Linked DNA regions of Mus musculus: region 2 is linked to region 1. The links are chromatin contacts, called in public HiChIP or PLAC-seq maps. All regions are on one chromosome and are shown on one strand. Each heading gives the region's core, a stretch centred on a gene start, on an enhancer-like site or on the middle of the called end of the contact. The rest is flanking DNA. Distances are from core to core; before and after follow the strand shown. Region 1 has its middle 33 kb from the start of Gm51480. Region 2 holds the start of Zfp975 (zinc finger protein 975).

What was found. HiChIP or PLAC-seq counts read pairs in DNA pulled down with a chosen protein or histone mark.
Region 2: a contact with region 1 is called in an H3K27ac HiChIP or PLAC-seq map of embryonic stem cells, with 6 times the contacts expected there. The contact joins the promoter of Zfp975 here to the enhancer-like site in region 1. A contact is called at or near these places in 3 of 39 promoter capture datasets (cranial neural crest, embryonic stem cells and hippocampal neurons), 3 of 115 datasets of contacts at active chromatin or transcription factors (embryonic stem cells and large pre-B cells) and 1 of 9 other capture datasets (adipose tissue).

The regions. Positions count from the first base shown.
Region 1 is chr7:41,596,328-41,604,099 of GRCm38.p6, forward strand. No RefSeq gene overlaps it. Among named protein-coding and RNA genes, the nearest start is that of Gm51480, 33 kb to the right of the region's middle. Within about 2 kb of position 3,319, at least 373 of the 459 cell types and tissues checked have an H3K27ac peak or open chromatin away from gene starts, as enhancers often do. A contact at or near this core is called in adipose tissue, embryonic stem cells and hippocampal neurons, where this site is marked.
Region 2 is chr7:42,689,352-42,697,123 of GRCm38.p6, forward strand. Zfp975 (zinc finger protein 975) reads right to left here and starts at 3,367. Exons shown (of 4, transcript NM_001008427.1): 1 at 3,300-3,367. The coding sequence starts at 3,302. Gm38998 (a long non-coding RNA gene) reads left to right here and starts at 3,499. Exons shown (of 3, transcript XR_001778103.2): 1 at 3,499-3,600; 2 at 5,172-5,778.

The sequences.
Region 1 (7,772 bases), core at 2,069-4,568:
GGAACCTGAAGGAGGGGCATGTGGGATGTAACTAATAAAATAATTAATTAAAAAGCACAAAGCTTGCAAACAACAATAACACACCCAAATTAATCAAAATATGAACCTATTTACAATTAAAATTTGCATTTAAAATGGTTGTGTAGAGGTTCACAATAAATTTTATACTTTGTCTTAAACATATTTCATACATTTAACTTTCAGCAAAATGAAAATAAGCATTCCTAATAGTTGAGATAGTGTCCTGAAAAGGGTAAAGGGAAATAGTCAGAAAATAGAAAACCACAAGAAGAGGGTACCTGGGTGCAGCTGAAGCTGCAGCCTGTTCCTCCCAGAGAGGAACACTTTGACAACCCATGGGAAAGATCCTGAGCTGCCTGATTGTAGTCCTGATGAATCAGGGCTTAATGTTCAAAAGAAATAAAAGAGTGTGAAAGAGAAATCAAATAAACAACAACAGAAAAAAACAAAACAAAACCCCCAAACCATAAATAGATAAATAAAAACCCCAAACAATAAAACCACGAGAAATGGGATTGAACAGAAAATTCTCAGAAGATATACTTTTATTTATTTATTTAGAAATTTTCTTTTCTTTTTATTTATTTTATTATTTATTTATTTATATTAGATATTTTCTTCATTTACATTTCAAATGCTATCCCAAAAGTCCCCCATACCCTCCCCCAGCCTTGCTCCCCAACCCACCCACTCCTGCTTCCTGGCCCTGGCATTCCCTTGTACTGGGGCATATGATCTATGCAAGACCAAGGGCCTCTCCTCCCTCTGATGGCCTACTAGGCCATCCTCTGCTACATATGCAACTAGAGACACAGCTCTTGGGGGTGGGGTACTTGTTAGTTCATATCCTTGTTCCTCCTATAGGGTTGCAGACCCCTTTAGCTCCTTGGGTACTTTCTCTAGCTCCTTCATTGGGGGCCCTGTATTCTATCCAATAGATGACTGTGAGCATCCACTTCTGTATTTGCCAGGCATTGGCATAGACTCACACAAGAGAGCTATGTCAGGGTCCTGTCAGCAAAATCTTTCTGGCATATGTAATAGTGTCTGGGTTTGGTGGTTGTATATGGGATGGATTCCCGGGCGGGGTAGTCTCTGGATTGTCTTTCCTTCCATCTTAGCTCTGAACTTTGTCTCTGTAACTCCTTCTGTGGGTACTTTGTTTCCCATTCTAAGAAGGAACAAAGTATCCACACTTTGGTTTTCCTTCTTCTTGAGTTTCATGTGTTTTGCAAATTGTATCTTGGATATTCTAAGTTTTTGGGCTAATATCTGCTTATCAGTGAGTGCATACCATGTGTGTTCTTTTGTGATTGGGTTATCTCACTCAGGATGATATCCTCCAGATGCATCCATTTGCCTAAGAATTTCATGAATTCATTCTTTTTAATAGCTGAGTAGTACTCCATTGTGTAAATGTACCACATTTTCTGTATCCATTCCTCTGTTGATGGACATCTAGATTCTTTCCAGCCTCTGGCTATTATAAATAAGGCTGCTATGAACATAGTGGAGCATGTGTCCTCATTACAAGTTGGAACATCTTCTGGGTATATGCCCAAGAGAGGCATTGCTAGATCTTCCGGTAGTACTATGTCCAATTTTCGGAGGAACCACCAAACTGATTTCCAGAGTGGTTCCTCCACCCTGCATTCTGTTCTCAGTGGGAAGATCTAGACCATCTGTGAACTGGCCACGATGACACATTGCTGTGTAATCCTAGCATTTGAATAGTATAGACAAGAAGATCAGAGTTAAATTCAAGGCCAGCTTGGCCTAAATAGTTCTAGACCATCCAGGGCTAGAGTGCAAATACTTACCCTATGTGTAGACACCTCACATTATCCTTGGCTTTAGTCTCATATTCTACATTAGGTTTACTGATTTATTTACAGTGCTGGATGCATTCCCTATTTTATTGTCTCTCCCCATTTACCATTATTTCTAATGTACACCTAGTTCTGCAATTGTTTTTATTATGCAACTTAAAAAGGAAAGTTTACTTCTCAGCAAGAAGAGAGCTCTGTTCTCTGGGGATCATGAGATTCCTCCAGCCAGAAGCACATGATGGTTCATCTCATATTTTCTCTTTTAATCTTCCATATGGCTTTCCTTTCATGTTTCCTGATAATCCTTCCTAGTTTTCAATCTTTGAAAAATGAGAAAAGGTCAGGTGTGGTGGTAAACAACTTTAATCTTAGCACTCAGAAGACAGAGGCCATGAGATGTCTGAGAGTGCAAAGCCAGAATGATCTCCATGGCTAGTTCCAAGCCTGTCACGCCAACAAAGTGAGACAATCTCAAAAATAAATAATTGAGAACCCTTTTAAGGTCGGGTGAAAATAAAGGGAAAAGGCAAAGAAAAGGAGAGACATTGGCCAAGAGCAGTTGCTTCCATTTACAGCACCCAGACAAGGACTCAAAATCATCTGTAGCTCCAATCCCAGGGGGTCCTACCCTTTCTTCTGACCTCCACAACCACTAGGCATGCACGGGGGGCATGATTATACATGCAGGCAAAATATATGAAATAAGTCTAATAAAAATTTAAAAATCACTAGAAAAGGTATTTTTATGAGGATACAATTTCAGACTCCTAGAAGTAGTTACAAATACTGGTAGGCAACAACTCCCGTGGCCACGTGAGACAGCCTTGGGCTTTCAGTACATCACCTTCCACCAGTCTTGCCCGGTTGTAAGGAACTGAGGCACTTTGATGATGGCTTCCTTATCACTGGAGCGTGAGTGCGGCCCTGGTACTTTCTGAAGGAGCAAGAACCACTAGATGAGCCATAGTAAGTATTGGCAAGATTTACCTCTGCCAGTGGTAGCGCGCACGCGCGCCGTCCCCCAAGTGGGAGGCGTGTAAGCCGTGATAACCATTACAAAACAACCGGAAGTGACCTAGGGGCGCGCAACTTCTTGGATCCAGATGTAGTTTCCTGCTAGGACCGCTTGTGCTTGGAGGCTGGACCGTTGGGGTTGTGCATGTCTGCGGGTGGACTTGGTGCCCCACGTGCTTTGTGCCGGGCTCTGTGAGTTGCAGCGTGAGGTGAGTGACCGTCAGGCTGGCAGGACACCGGGCTGTCGCGCCGCGGTTTGTGCTGCCTGATGGCTGCAGGTGGGCATCAGCCCTGTTTTCGTTCTTCTCTTGCGGGGTTTTCGCTTCTGTTTTGTCACTTACCGATATGCTCTGCTGTGGGATTTTGCCACATCGTTCGAGAACGTTGTGTGTTCAGGGACACAGTTTGGGCAGGAGTCAGTGCATGGGCGCTGCAGGATCCGAGCCTAAGATCAATGTGCTGTGCTTGTTGAGGGCGACCGCGCTGCTTTCTGGTCCCTTAGTGTTTGAGTAGCTGGTAAGTGGTCTGTGAGAGGAGAAAAACTCCAAGGAGTAAGAGAAAACGGGAAAATGAATTTATGTACATTTTGGCCCAAACTGGGACCAAACGTATTTATGTCGCCCTACGCAGTAGTAGCAATTGCTTTTATTGAGTAGAGGGAACTGTATGAAAGCCAGGGAATAGGGGTAAGCTGTTTAGTGTGGTCCCAGTCATCCAAGCAGGGATTTAAGCCTTAGTTTCACCCCAGACACCAGGTGTTCTGATCATTTCCTCCCCGTGTTATATTTTCTATATGGAGCTGGAGCTGAAAACAGAAAAGGAATTTAAAAACAAAAAACAAACAAACAAAAGAACTAAACCGAATTCAATTTCTATTGTCAGTTTACATAACTATTGGGGTCCATATGTGTGGCTAAGTTGGAGGCTGGCCTGTGCTAGGAGCAGAAAGGTGTGCTCTAAAGAGGTTTTAGGTCAGAAGCCTAGTTTTCTGCATCCAAACAGTCAAGGGCCAGCCTCAACCAGTAGCCTCCTGTAGAGACCAGTGAGGTGAAAAGCAGAAAGCGGAGGGACTGAGATGTGGATGAGCACTGTTGGGTTCCCACTATCCACATTCACACTGTGGCTTTGAGCTGCCAGGAAATGCAGTTCCTAGGAATCCACTGCTCCCCCTCTGGCCTCCTGGTGCACACACAGACAGCCAACAATCCCTATAATTTTTTCCTTTTCCTTTTCCTTTTCCTTTTCCTTTTCCTTTTCCTTTTCCTTTTCCTTTTTCTTTTTAAAAAAAATTTTTGAATAGAAAGAATAGGCCTTTGACAAAATTCTTTTTCCCCAGTGAGCTACTTTCTCCACCTAACCCCCCTCACACACACATCATTTGGTAAAAAAAGAAAAGAGAACCAGAGGGTGAGACTCCACACATTGGTTACATTAAGCAGAAGAATAGTTAAAGTGACCTAGTGATCCCATGTCTGTCTCTAGTGCACAGATTTAAGGTTAAGTTTAGAAATCAAGCTTTATGTATTAAAGTAGTGCTGCAGGTTGTGGTGGCACACGACTGTCCTGTAATCTTAGCACTCTACACTCGGAGGCTGCAGGATGACTGCATTATGGAGGCTGGGCTGGGCATGAAGTAGGCTAGGAGTCAGCAGTGTAGAAGTAAGAGCCAAAGTGTAGAAGACATGCATAATGCTTTTTAGAAAAAGCAGATTTGTGTGTGTGTTTCATTTTCAAGGTTTGTTTTTATTTTACATATATGAATGAGTATTTGACTGGTTGTATATAGGTACACCAAGTGTGTGCCTAATGCCCAGAGAAGCCAGAAGAGATCTGAGACCCTGGAATGTGGAGGAGGTTGTGAGCCCCATGTGGGTACTGAACCTGGGACCTCTGCAAGGTCACCAAGTGCTCATAATCTCTGAGCCATCGTTTATGACTTTTTTTTTTTTTGTTCTCTTACTACAACAATTTTGCCAAGCATATGACGAGATAGACAGCATTTAGTTCAAGCCTGGTAGGGCACAAGTTTGTCAGATTCTATATTGCTTGCCAGCCTCCTGGAGAACATGGCCACTCAGAGACATGTGTCTTTGACATGTATTGTCCTTGATTTTAAACGTTGTTGAGGGTTAGTCTTATGCACTGTGTATTCAGATGCTGATTTCTGTGCCCAGAGATCTGCTTATACCCCAGCCATAGGCAATGTCATGAGGCAAGGGTACAAGAGAAGAAGGCCATGAGGTAGAGGAAGAAGGAGATTGTTGCTATGAGGTCAGGCATGAGGAGGCTTCACGAACAAGGGGGTTCTCCATGTGCACCGCTAGCTACACCAAGGAGCCCAGGAGAGACTAAATGTAAGTAACTCGGAGTGTGTGGCTGGGAAGTAGAGTAGCTAGGTAGCATCAAGGCTTAAAAGTTTTGCTCAGCTATTCTGATTAAAGCTTAATGACTAAATCAGTAGATCTGTGTCTCAATTAGTTGGGAGCAAGGCAGGTTAGGAAAACTGCCACTTTTAAATTTAATCATATGAACCGTCTTTGGTTTTGAAACTTACAGTGACAACATGGTATGTGGTATGTGGTGCTTTCTGTGCACGGCCCAAGCCGACTGTTCACCTAACCTCAGTGAGTATGATGTCCATTCTTTGGGTGTAGAGTTGACGTGGTAGAGTCAGAGAGGAGGTGATACCATACATCTAATAATGGTGCTATTCAGTTTTCAGATGTCTTTTTAGTAGCTATTATTTTATATTCAGTTACCCAAGAAATTACTGTGACCCAAAATCTGAGTTAATACGGGTTTACTTTCTTCCCTTCACTCTGAGTAAAGAGAACCCTAGCACTGCACGAATACTCTTGTTATTATAGTTCTGCCTAAATCTCTAAAGTGCTGTGTTTTTGTTTTTTGTTTTTTTTAAAAGATTTATTTATTATATGTAAGTACACTGTAGCTGTCTTCAGACACTCTAGAAGAGGGCATCAGATCTCATTACAGATGGTTGTGAGCCACCATGTGCTTGCTGGGATTTGAACTCAGGACCTTTGGAAGAGCAGTCGGTGCTCTTAACCACTGAGCCATCTCGCCAGCCCTGGTTTTGTTTTGCTTTGTTTTGTTTTGTTTTGTTTTTTGCCTACACAGAGGTCATTTTCGTTTGTTTTTTCTTCCTTCCTCCTTCTGTGGGCTGCTATCTGTTCTTTTCTGACAGGCTCTTGGGGTGCAAAGCTGGATGTTTGTGTAGAGACTTACTCCTTTATGTTGGGTGTGCTTCCTATGAGACAATGCTGGAATAGTTTGTCTTTAAGTCTCTTTAGGGCCTTTCAAAGTTAAGTTTCCACTTTCATTTCTAACTTGGGGAATTGATTATATACTGGAATAGTAATAATTTCTTAACATTCTATGGGTCTCTATCATTTGTAGTAATTTAAAACTTTTCAGTTTTCTGCGTCTTAGGGGTTGATGGGAGAAGGAGACATTTCAGGTTGAAGTATGCCCTTGCAGGCAGCAGGGAGGTTCAGCCTCCTTGAACCGAACATCGAACAGGCACACAAAAGCATATTGACAGATTGCTAAAGAAATTTTTTTTTTTTAATTTGGTGAAACAAGTTCTTCATACGAAATCCCATAATATAATCTATATGTTTCCTGAAGGAAAACATCACAGCTCTGAAACTTGTGTACGGTTCCAGGTGTGCCCGGAGTGTCTTGTTACCAAGTTATGCAAAGGCTGTTAAGGTTTTCCAGAAAGACAACTCTATAGACAACAGAAAACAACCAGTGTTTTCTACAGTGATTTCTTTAAGGTCAAAGTACGTACAACTTTCATTCCGATATCTATTCTAGAGATAGTGAAAAGCCTCTATTTCATCATAACGATTACTTTAGATATAATAATCCTACTAGAATTCCTACTATAAAAAATGAACTTTAAATCTCACCGTGCGTCCTGCATTCTGCAGACTGAGCTGTGTCGCATGCACCCTTGATCCTCTGAGAAGCCTTGCCTCAGTGGATGTCAGAGACAAGCAATTAGGAAAGCTTGAGCGCCCCCTTTAAACATTAGGGGAGTGGTTAAACAGTTACCATCCAATCTCTACAGGAGATGAAGGCAAACTAAGTGAGTGTGGTGTCTGGATGATGTGCCAAGTCACTTCTCAGTGTTGTGCAGTGCATTCGTGGTGCAATTGAATTAACAAAGCCCTGTGTTGGAAAGAGGACTTAAACATGAGTTTTTTATCTTTTTATAGATGTTAAAGTGACACCAAGGACAGTGCTGTTGGCGGATGGAGGTTGACCGTCTACCTTAACAGCAAAAGTATTTTACAATACAGAGAGCTCATGTTTTGGTATGAATTTCACTTTCTGTTTCCTCATGTCTCTTACCTAGGTGCTTTTTTTTTTTTAAATTTATTTATTTATTGTATGAAAGTATACTATAGCTGTCTTCAGACACCCCAGAACAGGGCATTCGATTGTAAGCCACCATGTGGTTGCTGGGAATTGAACTCAGGACCTCTGGAAGAGCAGTCAGTGCTCTCAACAATTGAGTCATCTCTCCAATACCTCCCCCCCCCTTTAATGATTCTTTTATTTAAGGTTCTATTAGACTTGGTAGTCAAGTCTGAGAAAGAGGCACAAAGAAATAGTGCAATTCCTTGACAAGAATGATGTTTGAAACAGAAGTATCAGAAGACATTTCTTCCCTCCTATACTAAGGGGAAATATTTAAATTCATTACAAACTTAAAGGTCAGAAATGTGTTAGTCATATCTAGTCTCAACTTTTCTTATTTTGTTATTGTTACTAATTGTCTTGATTTTATGTGACTTGATACAAGGAGTTCTTTAGATTTTTCTAGTTGTTAGCTACCAATATCACAGTGCTCAAGCAATGACACCCACTAGCAATATC
Region 2 (7,772 bases), core at 2,117-4,616, 1.1 Mb after region 1:
AAGTCTTACAGTCTCCTCAGTGCAGCTCTGATTCTATCAAACACAGATGGCTGGAATAAGTGAGCAGCTAAAACCACACACTAAGAATTCATGACATTATCTTTTTCATCTTTCCTAATTCCAGAACCAGTACAAGATAAGTGATTGAGGCAAGTTTGGCTTCCAAGTTGTTATGATGGACCCTGCAGTGCTTGGTCCACAATTCCAACACTTTTTGCATAGATGCTCCCTAGAACTCTGAAACACGTTGTCTACTCATTACATTACTCCAAGTCTTAGCAGGATACATTTGGGAACCATGTTCGGCTTTAAATGGAGAGCAAAGGCTTGCTCTTTAATGGTGATACCATGCTTAAAACTCCTGTCTGTGTCAGCACTTGACTACCATGGAAACTCCCTAGTGCTGTTTTTCTCCATCAACCGCAGCCTTTGTTTTTACTTTTCCCCAGCAGTTGCTTTTCTTCCACTCTAGTTGTAGATTAGCCATTTTTTATTTTTGAAAAGGTTTATTAATTTATTATATGTAAGTACACTGCATCTGTATTTAGACACTCCAGAAGAGGGAGTCAGATCTTGGTAGGGATGGCTGTGAGCCACCATGTGGTTGCTGGGATTTGAACTCAGGACCTTCAGAACAGCAGTCGCTGCTCTTAAACTCTGAGCATGGGGTTTATAATTTCCACAAAATAACTCATAGAAGCGTCTATACTGTCATATTTCTGGCTCTCCACTTACTGCTGCTCTGTCTTCCACACTGAGAGGCTCCATGCTCTTTGGAAATGAAGGTGATCAGAAAGGTAAGCTCTGTCTGGCTTTGTAGACCCTCGGGCCCGAAGTAGGTTTCAGGAAGTCCCAGTCCTACTGATTTGCACACAAGGTCATGTTAAACAGTAGTTTAATGTCTACTTCCTGTCACATGGATTTTGTCACAAGATGTGGAATCTGACATGTCCACCTTCACAATACCATGCACACCTGGAAAACCTCTGCATCTTCAAAACTCCTATTATGACCAATAGTTGAGTTTCCTTGAATCACATCTTTGCAGTTGGTGGTCATGAAAAGTTCAAAGGATTCCAATCAAATATTACTGAAGGATGATCTCTATCACCTTCTCTCTACCAGTTTCATAACTGTTGGGAAAAGTTATCACACAAAACAGAATGTGGAATGCAATGGTCAGAACTTCTAGGAACTAGACCTTCCAGTTTCCAGTGGACTTCCCACTGCATCCGAAAACCAATGCCTCTGTGTGTACCATGGACGGAGATATTATAAGTACCACACACTTCCATTGCCAGAGCTACTCCTCCCTAGGGAATTCATACTTAGTGAGGCTCAAGGGCCAAGAGCCTTTGCTCAAGTTACCATATGTATTAACAAAACCACAATCTAGCTCTCAGTACATGTCACTCTTTAGCTAACTGGACCTGCTCTTCCTGGTCTGGTGACAGTGGCTCCCAGCCTGAACATGGCATGGTTTCTGGACTCCCTCATAGCTAGCTACAGCTACTTTAGAGAAGAATCCTGGAATGAACCTGTAAGTCCCCACCCACTGGTACTACTAATTTCTTGGCTTACCCAGAGTGCTTCATTGGCTGATACAACCAACCAGTTCTCAGGAAAGTAGCAGCTACTCCATTAAGGGATCAAAGATCAAAAGGCTCAGACAGTGAGGCCTTCCTAGCTCTGTCCTTCCAGCCTCTGGCCAGAGAGAGCCCTAGACTGGGAAAATGTATTTTAGTCAAACTTTGGAGTCACCAGATCTCTTCCTGTTCTCCTTCCAAGGCACAGGGTCCTCTTTGTGAACATTACACGGCACAATCAGTGTACAGTGCAGTCATCTCTACTTCATAGAAAGTAAGTCCTGCACCCAAACTTCAGTCAAATTCAAACAGTAACAAGGATTACAGGAAAAACTGGCAGCTGGGTATGGTGGCGCTCACCTTTAATCCCAGCACTTGAAAGTAAGAGAGGCAGAGAGGCAGAGAGGCAGAGAGGCAGAGGCAGGCAGAACTCTCTGAATTCAAGGCTAACCTGGTAGATGGAACAAGTCCTAGGACCACAAGCTCATCACTCAGAAAAACCAGTTTTGAAAAACAGACAACCAAAAAACATAGTCAGTATGGCCATAGTACCAAAAGCAATCTACAAAGTCAATGCAATTCCCCTCAAAATTCAAACACAATTTTCTACACACATTGAAGTTGCAAGTCTCAGGCTGGAGAGAGCTCAGCATTTAAAATTACTGACTGTTCTTCTAAAGGTCCTGAGTTCAAATCCCATGAATCACATAATTGCTTACAATCATCTGTAATGAGATCTGAAGCCCTTTTCTGGTATGCCTGAAGACAGCTAGAGCGTACTTATATATAATAAATAAATAAATCTAAAAAAAAAATAGAAAATGGAAATCTCTACCTCATTTGGAAGAACAAACGCTCCCAGGATAGCCCAAACATTCCTGAACCATAAAAGAACTTCTGGAGACATCACAATTCCTGATCTCAAGCTGTACTACATAGCAATAGTGATAAAAACCAAATGGTATCAGTACAGACAGGCAGATCAATCGAATAGAATCAAATACCCAGAAATGAACGCACACACCTATGGACACTTCTTTGGCAAGGAAGCCAATACCATAGAATAGAAAAGAAAGCATTGTGAACAAATGTTCTGGTCTAACTGGCAGTGTGTATAGAAGAATCACCCTGCACAGGATGGATCAAGGACCTCAATTACAACCAGCTACACTGAATCTAATAGCAGACAAAGCAAAAATATCCTTGAACGCACGGGTACAGGGCACAGAATTTCCTGAATACAACATCAATGGCTCAGGATCTAAGACCAACAGTTAATACATTTCTTAAAAATGAAAAGCTTCTGTAAGGGAAGGACACTGTCAATAGGACAAAACAGTAGCCTACAAACTGACAAAAGATGTTCACCAACCCTATAGCCAATTAAGGGCTAATATCCAAAAGTTATAAAGAACCAACCAACCAGACAAACAAACAAAATTGTAGAAGATACTGGAGAAACTAGGCATTTCTGTGTTTGCCATCTTGCCAAGAAGGTTTCAACACACCAGCCCATGCTTAAATATTCGCGCAGATAAAGCCCCAGAGCAGAGTTATTCAGAGCAGCTAAGACCACAAACAACCTCACAAGTAGCCCTCCCTGTGTAGCAGAGGTTCGCGATGTGTACTCAGCCCCAGGGAGGACTCACCATACTCGCTCCAGTTGTTCAATCGCCTGCCCCTTCCCATTGGAAGCAGCTGCCATATACTCACCATGTCGCGGATTCAGAGCTCGCATGAATTCCCCTCACAGCACCCAGCAGTAGCACACAGAGCAGGACACACAAACCACACCACACTCCTCCTCGGATACAGCACGGAACCAACAGCAAAGCACCGGGAAGCACCCGCCTCCACTTCTGACTGGCAGGTCAGACTGGAGGCCTTGATTGGTCAGCAAGTCTCGAGTGACATAAGCACCTCTCTTAAGGTTAGTGTGTGCTGAAGGGACGCAGTTTAGTGATTCCTGGCCCATGCTGCTGTTCCATGGCCTACCGTTTTCCAGATAAGTAGGGTGAGAGTGCACTGATGGGATAAGGCAAAGTGGTTATGCTAGGACCCCAGGGGCCCAAATGTTGAGAACGCGACCCCTAGAGACACAGCTTGACAATAGATCGCTGCAATGGCGAGAGGTTTTTATTCCGATGCGGACAGGGTTGCTCAGCCTCGCAGGGAGAGTCAACCCAGATTGCTTACAGTAAAGGTTTTTTTTTTTTTTTTACTACTCTTCATTTGCGGGGCTTGGGGGGAGGGTTACACAACTTTATCATTGTTGGCTAGCAAAGTAACAGTTATGTTTTTTACTTTTGGTGTCAGCCAGCGATGTCAGAAACTGTCAGCAAGGTCGGTTTATCTTAGAATTCAAACTGAGGCCGGGGTCCCAGGGACCGTTTTTATTGTTATGGCTAATTTTGAGAACAGCTAGTCTTGCTATGGCAGTTGTGGTCATTTTGACCATTAGTCAGTCCTCTCAGATGGGGAAGGAGGCAGGCAGTCTTGAGCTTCTTTACACTGGCAGGGAAAGGCTTGTTTATATTAGCAGGGAAAGGGCAAGGAGCAGGGGGAAGGGAAAGGCTTCTGTAAACTGAGAATTCCTCAAGCAGCAGGGGGAGGGAAAGTCTTGCTTCTGTCTTCCAGCACTTCCCTTCTCCCTCCTGTAATCAAGGAAGATAGCTTGCAGGGCCCATTATTTAACTTGCAGTGAAATAAACAACCCAGCCCATAGGGGAAGGGCACCCAGAATATTGACAATTGAGGAGATTTTTAGGAAACACTAAGATTTTTGTTCTGAGGTTTCATGGTCAGGTCAGGTCAGGTAAACTGCAGCTATGTTTCACCTGGTAGGCATCAGATTTTACAAAGCCCTGGGAGCAAAGCAGGAAAAAGATGACAAACTCTACACAACAGTATTGCTAGCCAGCACATCTTCCTTAGTGGGAAGAGGAAAAAACCCACAGCTGTATTAATAAAGGTATCCTAATGGACAAAACTGATAGATCGAATCTCTCTGTATATGTAGAAGGTGGATTTATTGGAATGGCTTGTAAGCTGTGGTCCAACCAGTCCAACAATGGCTGTCTGCAAATGGACAGATGAAGAATATAGTAGTGGCTCAGTCCATGTGGCTGGATGACACTGCTGGACTTCAGTCTACATAACAATTAGGAATAAGTAGGCCAGTTTTCCAAAAACTGAGCTTGCTGGTCAGGGTAAGATATGAAGACCAGGAGAGAGAATTACCATCTTCAGTGACCTTTATAAATGTAGTCTGCCACTAGAAGCTGTGGCCTAGATTAAATATATCTCTTATCACTTCAGAAGATCCAGATTTAAAAGAGGGTTTACAACTTAAAAAGATATAATCATGAAAAATCCTTCACAGTACCGGAACTGTAGCAATTTTACTAATTCCATGTATAGCCAATTTGACGACCAAGAATAACCATCACAAGAGGCAAGGCAGAAGAGTTAAGACAGATTTCCTTCCATTTGCAGGCAAGGAGAACCTGGGAGTCATTTCCAAAGCAATGCTTTTTGTTTAATTTTAAAACTTACTTAAATTTATTCATTAATTGTTTTTTACAGTCCATACTTCATCCTCCTCCCTGTCTGCCCCGTGACCATTCTTCATACCATACCTTCTACCCCGACCTCGGTCTCCAAGAGGATGTCAACACCCCACCACTCAGCACCACCAGGCTTCCTCAATCTCTGTGGCTTTAAGTCATTTCATGGTTAGGTACATCTTCTCTCACTGAGGCCCAATGATGCATTCCTCTGCTGTTGGGAGCCTCATAACAGCTGCCTGGTTGGTTGTATGCTGCCTGCTTGGTGGCTCAGTGTCTTGAGAGATCTCAGGGTCCAGGTCAGTTGAGACTGCTGGTCTTTCCCTGGGGCCACCCTTCTCCTCAGATTTTTCCAGCTTTCCCAAATTCAACCATGGCAGTCCCAGACTTCTGTCTATTTGCTGAGTGCTATTATTTGCCTCTGATTCTTTCAGCTGCTTGCTGGGCTACTCAGAGGGCAACCATGCTAGGATCCTGTCTGCAAGCATATCACAGTACCATTAACAATGTCAGGACCCTGGACCCCCGTGAGATGGATCCCAATTTGGGCCTGTCACTAGATGTCCTTTATCTCCTGCTCTTCTCCATTTTGTCCCTGCAGTTTCATCAGACAGGAACAATTCTGGGTAAGAGCTTTTGACTGTGGGATCAAAACCTCATCTCTCCACTTATCATGTTCCTCCACTGGAAGTGGACTCTACAAGTTCCTACTCCCCACTCTAGAGCACTTTATCCAAGATCCCTCCCTTTGAATCCTTAGAGTCTTTCAACTTCCCTGTCACCAGTACATTCTAGAGTGTCCCCCTACCTCCAGAGTTAGCTGTTTCCATCCTCTCTGTTGACCCTCAGGGCTTCAGTCCTGTTCCCCAAACCCAATACCTGATCATGTTCCCTAGTCCCCCTTCCTGTCCCCACTCCCACCCAGGCCCCTCCTTCCCTCTGTTCCTCCCCCACCTTGGTTACTTTCTTTTCCCTCCCAAGTTGGATTGAGGCATCCAGATATGTGCCCTTCAGCTACTTTTCCCACTTGCAAAAGAGCTTCACTCTTTAATGTGGAACAGGGTGTTGGGGCACAAAGGTCCTTGCAGCCACAGATCACCAAGGATACTAGGAATTTTAAATATACAGAGGCCTGCATTCAATGAAGGAAAAAAAAATACCTACATTCAACCTAAATAGCTGGAAGTGCATTTTCGTACTGATCCAGTGACCTTTTGGCTCTTTGTGTAGGCAGATCTCATATAATGTTTGCTATAGAGGCAGACCTTACTCAAATTCTCCAAAATGACTGTCTTTAACTCTTTCCTTCCTAGATGGTTACCAATCATTAGATGCCAGGTCTTCTACCTACAGAAGCCCTCCTCACAGTTACATGTACTTTGTAAAAGGGTTTCTATGTAGTCACATATTAAACTTTATTGTGAACTTGGAATTGAACTGATTGGACTGATTTCTGCCTGGACACCTTTTCCCAAATTGTACTGTGCTTTCAATATGCTGACAATGAACCACATGATATTAAACTTCTTGAATTCTGATACAGGTTGACAAAGTCAGTCTGCACCTAACTCTCATTCTCATCTCTTAGAGTGGCCCACTTTCCTGTCTAATACCTACAGGGGCCTACTTGACAGATCTTTGGCCCACCAGAAACCTAGAATGCCTTGGATGGGAAACATTATCAAGAGTAGAAAACTGGGGCTGGTGAGGTGACTCAGCAGTTAAGAACACTGACTGCTCTTCTGCATGCCCTGCGTTCAAATCCTGGGTTCAAATCACATGGTGGCTTACAACGATGTATAATGATATCTGATACCCTCTTCTGGTGTATCTGAAGAGAGTGTACTTACCTATAACAATAAAGGGGCCAGAGCAAGCAGGGCCAGAGCAAGCAGAGGTCTTGAGTTCAATTCCCAGCAACCACATGATGGCTCACAACCATCTGTTCAGCTATACTCATATACATACAATAAGTAAATAAATCTTAAAAAAAATAGAAAACTTGGGGTGGAAAATATCTTAAATGTTTAGAGAATTGAAATTTCTTCTAGAGCACCGAGTTTTCTTCATTGTCAGTGTATAAGGCTGCACATTACTATGTGTAACTCCAGCTTCAGGAATTCTCACAACATCCCCTGGTATTCCTGGACCAGGAATGAATGGAGTACAGACACACATACAGACAAACACTCATACACAAAAATAATGATTAAATTTATTTTTGTAAAAAAAAAAAAGAGAAAAGTTACACCATAAAACTTATTTCTCAAGTTGGGTATGGTACAGAATTTCTTCCATAGATTGTCAGGATTAATATACTAACAATGGTCATCTTGCTGAACACTCTATTTTTTATTTATTTATTTATTTATTTGTTTTTTGTTTTTTTTTTTTTTTTGAGACAGGGTTTCTCTGTGTAGCCCTGGCTGTCCTGGAACTCACTTTGTAGACCAGGCTGGCCTCCAACTCAGAAATCCGCCTGCCTCTGCCTCCCGAGTGCTGGGATTAAAGGCGTGAGCCACCACGCCCGGTGAACACATTATTCCAATTCAATCCAATCCCCATCAAATTACAAATCAATTCTTCATAGAGTTAGAAAGAGCAATTTTCAAATTCATCA